Linked DNA regions of Gossypium hirsutum: regions 1 and 2 are each linked to region 3. A link is a contact called in public Hi-C data. All regions are on one chromosome and are shown on one strand. The core of a region is the stretch at or near the end of the contact, and the rest is flanking DNA. Distances in the headings are between cores, read along the strand shown. Region 1 holds the start of LOC121218314 (formin-like protein 13). Region 2 holds the start of LOC121218313 (reticulon-like protein B21). Region 3 holds the start of LOC107901583 (bHLH transcription factor RHL1).

Evidence for each region. A called contact is a pair of places that touch in the nucleus more often than the background predicts.
Region 1: a contact with region 3 is called in a Hi-C map of seedling, with 1.9 times the contacts expected there. The contact joins the promoter of LOC121218314 here to the promoter of LOC107901583 in region 3. A contact is called at or near these places in 3 of 34 Hi-C or Micro-C datasets (leaf and seedling).
Region 2: a contact with region 3 is called in a Hi-C map of leaf, with 2.8 times the contacts expected there. The contact joins the promoter of LOC121218313 here to the promoter of LOC107901583 in region 3. A contact is called at or near these places in 11 of 34 Hi-C or Micro-C datasets (anther, hypocotyl, leaf and 1 more).

Annotation. Positions count from the first base shown.
Region 1 is chrD06:22,667,078-22,671,518 of Gossypium_hirsutum_v2.1, forward strand. It overlaps LOC121218314 (formin-like protein 13), which reads right to left and starts at 1,357. Exons shown (of 19, transcript XM_041095375.1): 1 at 1-1,357. It overlaps LOC121218315 (a long non-coding RNA gene), which reads left to right and starts at 1,611. Exons shown (of 2, transcript XR_005914546.1): 1 at 1,611-2,250; 2 at 2,473-2,851. It also overlaps the pseudogene LOC107901589.
Region 2 is chrD06:22,632,237-22,637,094 of Gossypium_hirsutum_v2.1, forward strand. It overlaps LOC121218313 (reticulon-like protein B21), which reads right to left and starts at 2,180. Exons shown (of 9, transcript XM_041095373.1): 1 at 1,027-2,180; 2 at 868-924; 3 at 680-782; 4 at 526-600; 5 at 305-449; 6 at 158-227. The coding sequence starts at 1,999. It overlaps LOC107901586, which reads left to right and starts at 4,559. Exons shown (of 3, transcript XM_041095567.1): 1 at 4,559-4,693. The coding sequence starts at 4,578.
Region 3 is chrD06:22,501,985-22,506,424 of Gossypium_hirsutum_v2.1, forward strand. LOC107901583 (bHLH transcription factor RHL1) reads left to right here and starts at 1,569. Exons shown (of 6, transcript XM_016827638.2): 1 at 1,569-2,176; 2 at 2,259-2,486; 3 at 2,557-2,622; 4 at 3,228-3,293; 5 at 3,440-3,496; 6 at 4,246-4,440. The coding sequence starts at 1,586.

The sequences.
Region 1 (4,441 bases), core at 107-2,606, 160 kb after region 3:
TCACTTGTTTATCGGGTTTTCTTATTTTGTGGGAAAAAAGGATTGGGTTTTCTTTTTTTTTTCTAGATACGAGTCTTCACAACTTTTTGACATTTTGGAAATTCTAACTCTCTTAAACACTTTCTAAATATCTTAAGTCTACCCTTTTGCTCAACCTTATTCTCAATTACGCATAGTTTATTTGACCAATTCTCCATCTTAGTATCCACCACCTACAGTTACACTTTAATGGAATAGAGTCTGCTCCAGTCTTCCCTTTGTTGTCTTTATACATTTGATTTCACTTATTGGTAACATTTCCTCCATCGATTAAAAAACCCTCTACAGGCTAAAGGAGGGAAGGGTGCTCTAAAGTTGCTTGCTTTCTGCATTTCTTACCCTGTGGCTTGCAAAATCTCAAATTCTATGTTTCTTTGTTTGGCATGCTCTGTTTCCTCGATGACTCATCAAATCTTCTTTGTTTTTACCTCTCTTTTCTTTTTTTTGGTTTGATTTTGAGGGTCCAAGTCATTAAGAGTCAAACTATTGTTTTCCATTCTTCTCCAGGTATAGAACTTTCTCTCTCATTTTTAATCTTTTCCATTACATTCAATAAGTTCAAGTTATGACCTATTAAGTAAAGTTTCTAGTTCATTTGCTGGTTTTAGTTTTGTTAGTTTGATGTATTTAGTGTTCTACACATTACTTGTTTTGAACGCCATTGCCGGTTGAGTATGGCAATTCAATTTCAGGTTTTCATACTGTCTCAGTCTCTTATGTAAAAATTATTAGTATCTATGATTCCAATAACTACGAAATTCTGAAAATGAATCGTTCACCCCGAGAGTACGAAGTTATAGTGTAATCAAGGAACATACAGATGGTATGACAACATTTTGCTTGCAAAATATGACATGAGGTAACTTTTAAAGCTAGGAACAATTAAGCCACCATGTTGCTCTAAATGGAAGTCTTTCCCTTTTAACTTCTTACCTTATACTTGGAACAACGCTCGGCAATATGATCGACTGAAAGAACTTCAAGAGGACAAGTGGCTAGTCTTTTTTATTTTAGTTCACCATATCAAATGTGAACCGTTTTGCCAAAAAATAAACCACATGGATTTATGAGAACAAATTTATCTCGGACATGAACTAAGCTTCTTGAGCTAAATGATGTTGGCTGAGTGGTTTCCTAGTAGATTGAGTCCTATCAGTTTGTATGCATGGCTGTCTTATATAGCTCAGAGTTGTTAGCCTTTGTGCTTGCTTGGTTAGCATTTAGTGTAGTATGAACCCTATATGTTATGTTACATTAAAGGGACATTTAGTTAAAGGAATGTAATATTATTTTTAGTAATAGAATTACTAGGTCGAATGTCGGTATCTTACTATTTGCTTCATTTGACTAGAATGTAGGATTGTGGTGTTTAGTTGACGGAATGTAAAGTCAACAAAAAGCAAATTTTACTAAATTGTTCTTGGCAATAATTTGTGTTTTAAAAAAATAAATTTAGTTCTTTTAAAATTTTTGGTCTTACTTTTCATACAATTATAATAAATTGTGATCATTATTGTTTTTATATAATTTATATATTAATAAGTAACTATATGATGTCAAAATAAATTTATAAATGGTAATTATAATCATAATTCATATACTAATAAATGAATAATTATAATAAATATAGTTTTAAGTTAGGACATCTACTTTTTCACCGTAAAGAAAATGAGAAACTTTTAATTTAAATATTACGAGATGTAATGTAAGATAATATGAACCAACTGCACCTTAAGGATGTTATAGACTCCCTTCCATACCTCATGCTTCAAGCTGCACGCATAAATTGCCTTGAATATGGTCTAAAAAATAATGCTTTGCCATAGTGGACCTGCTGAATGAATTTCTGGGCCTGAGCCAGATTGTGTTGATGAGAATTTCATTAAACAAGGGTGCCTTTGCTCCTCCTTTCATGGTTGGAGATAGTTGCTGATAACCAGATATCAGTTGTTACATATGTATATATGTGGACCACTATTAGCTGTTACAATTTACATATATAGATGAATCACCTTTTGCCCATTCTCTCACAGAACATCTTGTTTATGTTCTTTGGTTCGATGTCCTTTAAGAGACAGGGAGAATGCTGAATTTTATATCTTTGACATGGTTGAGATCCTCTGCCATGATATCAGTGTCCTCATCCCATCATACTCTCCAAGGATGCCAATCTTCAAGCAGCCTATGTATATTCAAGAGAATCAAGGACCGGTATGATTGGCAGCAGTTCAACTTTAGTTCATCAAGCTGCTCTTCTTTTGTTGATGTTAGATTAGAACTTCGATATATTATTACCAAAAAGAAAAATCATGCAAAAGCCAAGTGACTCTTTTTAAAATGGTTGATAGAACAACTTTTTGGTCATTTAGAATCTCTCTGGGAAGATGCTAATGAACATCTCTTTGCTGTTGATGTTGATGACAATATCTAAAGGAGGTTTTCATGGATTTGGCGTTTGATGAAGACAATAATGACAACAAGCCACCATGTTCACAATAAAGAACTATATTACATTGCTTTTGATGAAGTTGCCTCTGAAGAATCTTCTCCTACTATGCTTTGATATTTTTAAGACCTTGGGGTCCATTGCTTTTTTTGTGTTCTTCTGTATCTGTTAGCCATCACTTTCAGTTTCACAAGTGCTCATTCCTATGGTGAATCATTATTTTTCAACATATTCCCTATTTAACAGAAGAAGTAATAATATAGAGGAAATTTCCTGCACAATTGCTGTTGATTTTTGGCCGCCATGTTAGATTGACCTAATCTGCCAGTACTTTGCTTAAAAAAATATTAAAGAAAAAACATTCAGAGTATCTTCTTATATCTATATCTATATATATGTTCCTAAATCCTGACATTTGAACAATTAAGTCTTGATTGTAAACCTAATCTTGGTTACCATTTTTTTATTCATTTATGTAAGAGAGAACTTATATTATATTCACGTATGTGGGGCTAGATGAATTGGGATTTTTTCCTGGTTTAGGAGATTAACATATTGAGCAACAATATTGCAGGGTTTACAATTTGATGGATCAGCTGGTTCATGAATGACCAAACACCATTATCATTAGTAGATTAGGTGTACCAGAAAAAGAGTCCCATGGGATTCGAAGTAGGTTTAGGATTGTATCGGATCTGAACTCATCTGGAACTAAAGTAGTTTGCTACAAACTTTAGGCAAAGCATGAGTTCATAGTTCTGTCATAAGTTTTATAACTGCAAGATAATCAAGCAGTTGCAACTGCTCACATGTAATGAGCATCTCTTGTTCTTTTGGAACAAACAGACCGACGTTGGATCAGTGAGATTCTTTATAAAAAATGACGGGGAACTTTGAATGTGTATGAATCTTTAGAAGGGAGCTAATTCTTTTAGGGTTCTGGAAATAAGAGAGGTTACATATGTTGATCATGGCCTAGTCAAGCCAGCTAGACCTTTCTGCTCAATATAAGATGATTATATGAATCAACGAAATTAAATTTCGATCTCGATCCGAGGGAAGCTAATTTTTTTAGCAATCAGTGCCATTTCTTTTGTAATATATCAGAACACTAGCTTTCTATATTATCTGCTACTGGTGGTTTAGCAATCAGTTCATTTCTTTGAAATAGCAAGCAAGCTATATACAGACACAAACTTTATATATATATATATATATATCACCCTTCAAAACTTTTTGTCTAACTTATGATATTTGTTTTAACTATAAGTTGATCCTCCATATGAGATGACTGTATATCCAAAAAATAAGAGAAAAAAACAGTGCTACTGTAATGAAACCATGACCTCAATCATATAACTGGCGTTGGTGGAGTTTCCCAAATATCAAACACATTAGCCTCACTGTGAAGTGCAAAGAGCCGATCACCCCCTATCGAAAAATCACATATCGAACCACCATAGCTCCTTCGAAGCCTAGATGTTAGAACCCAATCTGGACCGCAAAACACCGAGATGGAATCATTCATGGATGAAAACAACTGGCCATTATGCAATGCCAGTTTGGGGTAGCAAGGCTCATCTGGCATTTTCCCTTTCATCAACCTACTCCTTGAGCTCCACCTCACACTTCTCCCACTGATCCTCAAATCAATGAACCCCAAATCCTCATACTCATTCACAACACATACAGAATTACAGTCCTCCATTGCAATGGCATCCCTCGCCCTTTTCTCGTCAACGGTTAAAGGAGCACCAAAGTCGGACCAAGACCAGACTGTTGATTTCTGTCTGAAATCAAGCAAACTGATGTAACAGTTGTCTTTCCTGGGAAACAAAGTAGCAACTAACAGACAGGTGGTTCCATTTAGCCATTGTAGTTTATCAGCTTCACCAAGAGACCAACCAGGTGTTTCATAGAAGAAATCAATCTGTTTGCCAGTGACTTGGTCCCAAA
Region 2 (4,858 bases), core at 930-3,429, 130 kb after region 3:
TTGTGTATATGACAAATTGTTGCAAAAGTAAAAGATTGAATTATGTCAAATTATGCTAATAAGGATTAAATATCAAATTTGAGTATAATCGAGGGACCAAAATATAATTTGACCTAAAACTCATGATCTCAACCAAGAGAAAAAAAAAACACCTTACCCAATTTAGCCATTTTCCAGACAGTTATGGAGCTGCCACATCTGGCCAAAACAAACAGTAGCACTGCCAACTGCAAATGGTCCCAATTGATCAACTTTCTTTAAAAATCAAAACCAAATGGTTGAAAAAAAACAATGGGAAATTTACCTTCATTGTAGTATAAGGATCACCAGAAAAAAGTGCTCTCAGCTTTAATAAGAACTCGTTCAAATAAGGAAGAACCAATTTAAGTACCCAAATTGCTTCTTCTTCTCCAACCACACACCTTGATTCATCTACATCCACAACTCCCCTGCATTATCATAGAAAGTTAGGGGGGGGGAAGGTCTTTATTCGTTCATTAATGGCATCTAATGCAATGTGTTTACCTGCAGATGATTGATCTGTAAAGGAATATAGCAGCAAGGTAAACAAGTCCCACATAGGAAGTTACTGTAATGCAGCTGTTGAAACATTGAACAAGGAGTTTTAGTGATGGACTCAAAAAAGATTAGAAAGGAAAAAGGATGACAAATGTGAGACCTGATGTCGAGGTCTTGTGTGTAAGATGATGAAATGATGATGAATGTTCCGACCCCGAAGATTAATGCCGATTTCGATACATCCCTCCACATTACTAAATCAACTGAAAAGATGAAAAGGGTTTAATAAAGTTGCAGCTATGGAATTCATTGATGTTGTTTCCAAGGAATGGAATCAGTTAAATGTACCTAAATTGTGCAATTGGTTCTGAGTTTGTGGGAAACTTTGATAATGGTAATCGTCATCTGCAATTTATTCCAAGCAATAAGGCCATTAGCAACATTCATTTAGCACTAAAAAAGAGTTGCTTATCTCAATATAGCATCAAATGGGAACACAAAACTTACAAAGGGTAGCATGCTTTACAACTGGTGGTGGCTGCTTGTTCAGAGTTGGAGAAAATGGTGCAGCTTTGATAGGGAATTGGCTAGTTTTCTTCACTCCATTAGTAACTTTGCTAGGCTTGTTATCTTCTTGCAACTTTTTCACTTCATTAACAGCTTTATTGGGCTTTATTTCATTAGCAATTTTGTTAGGCTTCTTCTCCACCTCTGGTACATTCATTTCCTTAATGTCAAAGCTTGTCTTTTCATCCCCAACTTCCTCCATTTCTTCATCTTCTTCATCATCACCATTGCTTGAAATGACCATTTCTTGGCACACACCACACTCTTTGCAATGCTCCTCACAGTCAGATTCATCCTTCAAGTTTTCATTTGAGTCCTTGTCACTCCCTTCAATCTTTTCATCATCAAAAACTAAAACTTTATCATCATTTCCATTTTCATCACAAGATTGAGCTGAGGCCTTCACTGAATTCCCCTCTAATCCCTCGCCTGATTCAATACCATCTTTGCTGCTCATCTCAACACCCTTTTTAGCAACATCAGATCTTAACTTCTTACTATGAATTGGGGTTCTCTCAATTCCATCAACAGATTTACTAAGATCCCTAATCCCTTTCTTGACTTGAGTAGGAGAAACCTTCTTAATCCCATCAACAGACAAGCTCAAGTCTTTGCAATGCTCCATGGATCTTCCTTTAGCTACCCTAATTGGGTTCTTCTCCAACCCTTCAAAGCTTTCACTTTTCCATGTCTTTCTCTTCCCACTAACACCTACAACCCCAAAGGTTTGCCCTTTCTTCAAGCTCAACCTTTTATCACCACCAGCATTGTTTCCCTCACCATTGCCGTTTTCTTCTTCATTGAAGACCTTGATCCCACCTTTGAATTCATTACTTTTCATCCTGGTTTCCCGCACTGAGCCTGCAACAACACTGCTTTTACCTCCTGTTCTTCTGCTATTGCTCGAATCCATCTCTTTTGCCCTCCTATTTATCTCACTTTCTATTTACCCTTTGTGGGAAACAACTCCTACTGGGACCTGGATGTCACAATTATTGGATAAGAAGCTTTAAATTGAAGAAATGGAGGTCTTTGTGGGATCAAACGATGACAGAAAAAAGAGAGGTATATATGAGTGAATTGCCAGGGAAGGCGGGGGGGGGGGGGGGAGAGGGTTTCTTTCATTTTTTACTCGGGTTTAATTTTGCTCTCAGCCCCTATTCTTTTAAGACTTTTAAAATTTAATCCCTGTACAATTCTAATTGATAACATAAAGGGTAGATTTCTGTTAAATTTTATTAATGTGTGGCCTTTTGATATTTAGAGTTCTTACTTAAAAAAGAAAGTTAAGTTGATATCACATATTCAAATAAAATAGTCTTATTAATTAGACTTGATTTTTAGTCCAACAAAAATGTGGCATATGTCGTTTTCTTTTTTTTAAGGAACATGTGTCATTTTTTATGGATAATCTTTTCAATAAAATGAGATAAAAATAATAGTTTATATACTAAAATGAGAAAAAAAAAAGAGTTTAAATAATAAAGTGAAGAAACCGTTATATTTGGAGACTTAAATCATGAATTAAACCTAGTTGTTAAATTAGACTAGTAGAAAGGTTAAATTCTTGAAATTAAAAACAAAGGACTGAATATCAAAATTCTAAAAAGTACAGGGACTGAAAGGGAAGATTAGACCTTTTGATTATTGTTGGATTTTGGGTAAAGAGAAATATAAGATTTTACATACATGGTGGGGTTCAATGATTAGAGGGCTTTCTTTTTCTTTTTGCATAAGTATTCTCTCTTTTTCAGTATCAAAAGGATATGTAAGACCGTGAGTTGACACTGCAATTTCACATTGTCCTTACTGAAAAAGAGCTTACTTTGGATCTGAGGCAACAAAAAAAATTGGGACCTTATCAAATTTTGTGCATATGAATAACAAAGTCCCAAAAATGTCAAAATTATGGTTTTGGTTCCTACTAGATTTAAATTTTAATACATGTACTATAATTTATTTTTTATTTTTATAATATAATTAGTTAATTTAAATAATTATCGCATTTAACTATTTTGATCAAAATATCAACTTGGAATTTTGTTAAAATCAATATGTTGGAAGAGATGTACTATTTCCTACTGCAATGATTCAACATTTTAGATAATGTCACACGCAAATTATGAGGAAAAATATTTTTACAAAAAAAAATATTTAAAAACAAATAAAATATTAGGTGAAATGGTAAAATAGTTTTACGTATATTACACCTTCACGATAAATTTATAAAAATATTTAATGTAAAATTTAATAATATTTATCGCTTTGTAAAAAAAATAAAATTTTAATTAACATCTAGTTAAGTGGGGCATAAGCGAGGAATGTTTCAGTGGAAATCCAATTAGCACATGTAAAAGCTTTTTGTAAATGGGAAGTTGTTGCGACTAAAAATATTTTATATATAATGAAATCTAATTTCCATTTTTTATGTTTAAATTAAGATTGAATTTTTTTATAATAGTATTAGTAAGTTTAAATTGTTTCTGTCAATAGTTAGAAGATTAAATTAAGTGAGAAGGACTAAAACAATAATTAAATCATTTTTAAAACTATGAAATAAGGTCCCACCCACCCCTTTCTGTTAAACAAGCATGTGAAACCATCTCGTGGCGAGAGATGGTGCCTTCATATATGGACAATGTATAATTGTCACCGACACCCTTTTACTCATTTTTTTAACTTTGGCTTATGATTTGTTATAAAGCAATTCTTCCAAATAATTTTAAACATCATTTTGTATAATAATAATGTTATTTTATAATATGAAAATAATTATTTGTGTGCAAATGCCAGAAGTAATCACATATATATAATACTAGAAATCTTATCGTATGTGTGAAAATTACCTAATTAAGATATAATAAATAATAAAAAGTATGATTTAAAATTAATTAGTTGTAACAAATAAAACATATACAATATTAAAATAAATAAATAAAAACATATTAAATGATGAGTAAAACAAAATTTAAATAGAAAAACATATCAAATTGATAATACTAGCAGCATGTTTGGTTGGCATGAATAGCCATTCCATTCCTTGCCTATTCAATTGCCCACCACCAAACGTTAGTTTGGTTGGCTGTAATATCATTACATCCTGATTCCATTCAGGCCCTATTACACCCATCGGCTGTAATAGCCATTCATTCCCTTCAACGTTGAATAGGGATTTCATCCGCCGTTTCTTTCCTATTTTCCATTTTCTGCCCTCAGCTTCATCTTCTCCTACGTTTTCTTCTTTTCCAAATTGCAGAGGTAATTTTGTTCCTTCTTTATGATTTTTCCTTCTTACGTTTGGGTAGTTAGAAACTTTTCTGCCCTTAGCTTCATCTTCTCCTACATTTCTTTTCTTCATTTTATCAGGAACGAAAATGAAACATAAAAGAAACTTTATGATTTTTCCTTCTTACGTTCTTCCCCTTTCCCTGTTAATAGAAACATAAAAGAGAAATGTATTTTTTTCCAACAGATTGAATGCAAAACAACCGATGGGAGAAGAAAACAAGAAGATTAGGAAAGAAGAGGTAATTGCAAAGCTCAAGGACAATGGTGACTTCGACAAGCTCCGTCTCAAAATCATCCGCAAGCTCAAGGACAACTTACGTTTTTTCTTCTTCTTTTTTTAATCACCAATATTATCTACTTTTTTTATCTTTTATATATTTTTTCTAGGATTTAGGTAAAAGTTTTAGAATGCTGAACTTTTGGGTAACCTGGAAATCATGGATGCTTGTTGTCTGTGATTGTTTGCTTGAATGGGTTTTGTCTT
Region 3 (4,440 bases), core at 319-2,818:
CACATTAACATAAGTAACTAAAACATAACATGTTAAACACAAGTGACTAAAATCTAAGCTGAGGTACAAAAAAAGTGATTATTTTGGTAGTTTACACTTTTTGTATTGGTTTAATATATTTATCATATCGATTTAAAATACTTTATATATTAATATATATTCAATTATTAAATTTTTTTATGTAAAAATAGGTAGAAATTTTAAATTTACATCAAACTTGACATTAATGGTCTACATGAATAGATTATGAAATATAACAGTTGAATAATATATACTATATTAGTGTATCTCTCCCCATAATTATAATAGATTCATTTTTTTTAATTTCCACGTTAACACTTTAATAAAAATAATTAATTAACAGCGTTAATATATTTATATTAACTAATAATAAGCATCAAACTATATTAAATTAAAATATAAACAGTAAAGCATATTTTTTTAACATAGTGGAGGAACTAAAATCATCATTTAAGTTTTGTAATATGATTGGAAATAATTCAAAATATGTTGCTAATAAGATTTGAGATTTAATTTAAAATTAAATCTTTTAAATTTTTAAAAAAAATTGGTATAATCTTTAACATGCTATTTTTTTTTCAGAATTTGTTTACTATAAGATATATTTATTAAGGGGTTTCAAAAAATATATATTTTTATTAATTCTTTTAGGAAGTATTAGATTAAATTTTAAATTATATTGCAGCTTAATACATATTAAACTTATTTAAAATTTAACCATATAATAATTTTTGAAATAAATATATTAAAATACGTGTTTATTTAAAACAACATTAGTGGCAAAAATAATATAATGTAAGCATAAGAGCTTAGATTCGGTCCTAAATAATTTTATTCCTCTTCCCCAATTATCAAAAAATAAAATAAAATCTACTTATATTTTATTTGACTTAACGAGATAATCTCAAAAATTAAAAATACATTTCTAATAAAGTAATTATGAATCAAACATATTAATATAATTTTCTCATAATTTTAATAAAATAACTAAAATTACTCATATATCTTAAATATGGAACTTCATTCAATTACAAAATCCGCCACATATTTTGACTTTACAAATGCTTTCATGTTCATTTAAATGAGCTTTGGCTCACGCGCTTCTAGTGGGTTGTTGGAAAAAGGAGTTTTGGCTTTCAACATCACATAAGTAGATATGAAGAAGGGAAAGCATTGAAATTTCAAAACTCAACAATCTTTAATCCCTAAATTTGAAGGCATTTTCAATTTGGTCCTTATATTCTTTTACACATTAGTTTTAAATTTTGGTAAATTTTATTCTTAATTTTGTATTCTATTAAGATATGGTGATGTGACACATCATCACTTAAATTCTTTCAAAAAAATTGTATAAATTTTAAAATACAAAGATATAATCTCAAAGTGTAATATCATTATTCCTTAACATAATCCAAATTTAGAAAAGTGAAAAATTTTTCAAACTCCAAAGTTTATTGTGGATTAAAAAAATTTAGGGACCAATCTGGAAAAATTGACAAATTCATGTACTAAATATTGCTTTATCCCAACTCCAAAACAATACCAAAACAAAACTACAAAAGCTATGCATACAGAGCTCCTCTCTATATTTAGTAAATCCAAACCCCAAAGCAAAAAGAAAAAAAGAGAAACTCGTCCCTTCATCTTCAATCTCATTCATCATCAAAGCAAAAAAAAACCCCTAATTATGCAGCCTTGTAGTCGTGAAATGCAAGCAATGAACTCTCTCTTAAACCCGACCCAACAAATCCCTCTCCAAGACCTTCAGATCAACGGTAACAGACACCACCATCAACAGATCCACGTCCCATCATCATCGCAGTTCCAGTATCCCACACCCACTTCAACAACCCACCATGACGACAGCTTCTTAGAACAAATACTCTCCTCCACCACGTCCTTCCCGTGGTCCGACGAAACGGGTCCTCCCAACCCCGAGGATAACAATAACGCCGGATTCAACTACGATGACATGGTTCTAGCTTCCAAGCTTCGACAGCATCAAATCAACGGCGGAGCTGCTGGTAACCCTTTTGCCGCTATGAAGATGATGTTGATGATGCAACAACAACAACAGCAACAGCAGATGATGTTAGCGGGAAGACCCACGGTTGCCTCCGCCGCCGCCGGAGGCGGAATCACCACCAATCATCAGGTTCACATTAGCTTTCACTTAGGGTAATATAAATATTGGCATGTATATTAATATGAATGATTTTATATATAATATGTTGCAGGGTGGAGAGGGTTCCATGCAAGCTTTGTATAATGTTTTTGGCGACGGATCTTTGCATGGAACTATGCAGGCGAAAAGCTTTGTGGGGGCTAATTCAGCAACAGAGATGACCCAAAGTCAGGGAAGTGGTCCGACGGCCGGAGAAGCGGTGACGGCGCCGGAAAAGCCTAAACAAAGAGTTAGGGCAAGGAGGGGTCAGGCTACTGACCCGCACAGTATCGCGGAAAGAGTAAGAGAAACATTTCTTAAATCAGTTTTTTTCAAGAAATCAAATGGATTTAAAATGATTTGTTTTGCAGCTACGTAGAGTTAGAATTGCAGAGAGAATGAAAGCTCTTCAAGAACTGGTTCCCAACGCCAACAAGGTACAGTTTCATTTTTTTTTAATGATTAGGAGCTTCAATGGCTCCGGTCACCGGCTCTCATTTGGTCAACTCCATCTTACGCGTAAGCTGGACAGGTGTCGATAGTAGGATAAATAAATCGTCACAGTGCAGTGTCTTTAATATTGCTCTCTGACTCTTTTATTTTAATTATATATAAACCATCCGGTTTTGGGAAAGGCCTAAAGAAACAAATCAATAATTGCAATTAATTAATTTGGTGAAATTATGGCTTAGTCCCTCCATTATGTTCAAATTTACAGATTTTCGCCATTAGCAAGTTTGGTTAAAACGTAGGCATTGATTTGATTTCTTCAGAAATAATCCTTTTGATGCTAAAAAAAGTTAATGTGGGCATAGTTTTTAAGGAAAAACTCACTTTTAAACGGATAATTAATTATGTTAATTATTTAGCCACTGATATTATGAAAAAGGGAGTAAATTAAAATATTCAATTTGAACAAAGTGGAAGACCTAAAAATAGGATTAAACCCATTAATTTAAACAAAAAGGAGTGTGTAATTAAAATTTGAATATTTAAACTGACTAATTAGTATTTTAATGGATGTGGGATTTGGATTTGACAGACAGATAAAGCTTCAATGCTTGATGAGATCATCGACTATGTCAAATTCCTCCAGCTCCAAGTGAAGGTTTAAATTTTTTTCTATTAATTAAGATTCCTGTCAGTCTGTCTTGGTTGACATGATTTATTTAATGTGTTTATTAATCATTATTTTTTAAAAATCCAATTTGTTGTATGGGCATCCCTGAAATCCATTTCTTTTGCTTTTTCCAGGTTCTGAGTATGAGCAGATTGGGTGGTGCTGCTGCTGTTGCTCCCCTTGTTTCTGAGGTAATTACTCTCATGATTAAAATTTGCGCTAATTTATTTTGTTAAAAAAATTTGAGAAATTTTTACATGTGACTATGATGAAAAATCTTGTCTTGTTCTTGTTTAAATCATTCCTTGTCTGAAATCCGACCATATCTCAATCACATAAAAAACGACAAAAACAAAAGTAGCACGCGTGCCATCACTTTTATAGATTCCTTTTCATTTTTGGTCATATTTCGGTTTTGGTCCCTTTATTTTTTTAAAATTTTAGTTTTAACTCTTATACTTTAATCCTATTTAATTTAATAATGTTACTTCATCAAGAGAAGTATTTGAAGTGCTATTTGTTTGGAGTGAACTGACCTCAATAGCTCAAGTGGTAGCATAATTACCCATAAGTATCTCATATGTTGTAAGGCATGAGCGCAAACCTTACTCAAAATTTTTTAAATATGTTGTTTCTCCACAAAATTAGGAGATAAAATCCCGATCGAGGAGAATATTTGCTCTCATTTGAACACATCAATAAGCGTTTTAATCTACCTTAAATTTCTTTAAAAACTTGAAGCCTTTTATGAGAATAGTTAGCGGTGTTAATAATTTAGGTTAGCTAATAACAATACAATGATTGAACTATGTCAATTTAATGTGTAAGGATTAAATCATAAATTTTAACAAAGTAGAGGGACCAAAGCCAAATTTTGACCTTTCTTTTTCAGTAATAAAGACAATTATAAAAGTTGTACGACTTTTTGTTCCTTTTGAAGGGAGGTGGCGATTGTATTCAAACAAGTGCCAATGGTGGGTCCCATCCACGAAATTCCAACGGCGACCAAACGCCGTCGGCCAACGACAGACTGACGATGACGGAGCACCAAGTGGCCAAGCTTATGGAAGAGGACATGGGCTCCGCCATGCAGTATCTGCAAGAGAAGGGTCTGTGCCTCATGCCGATCTCTCTC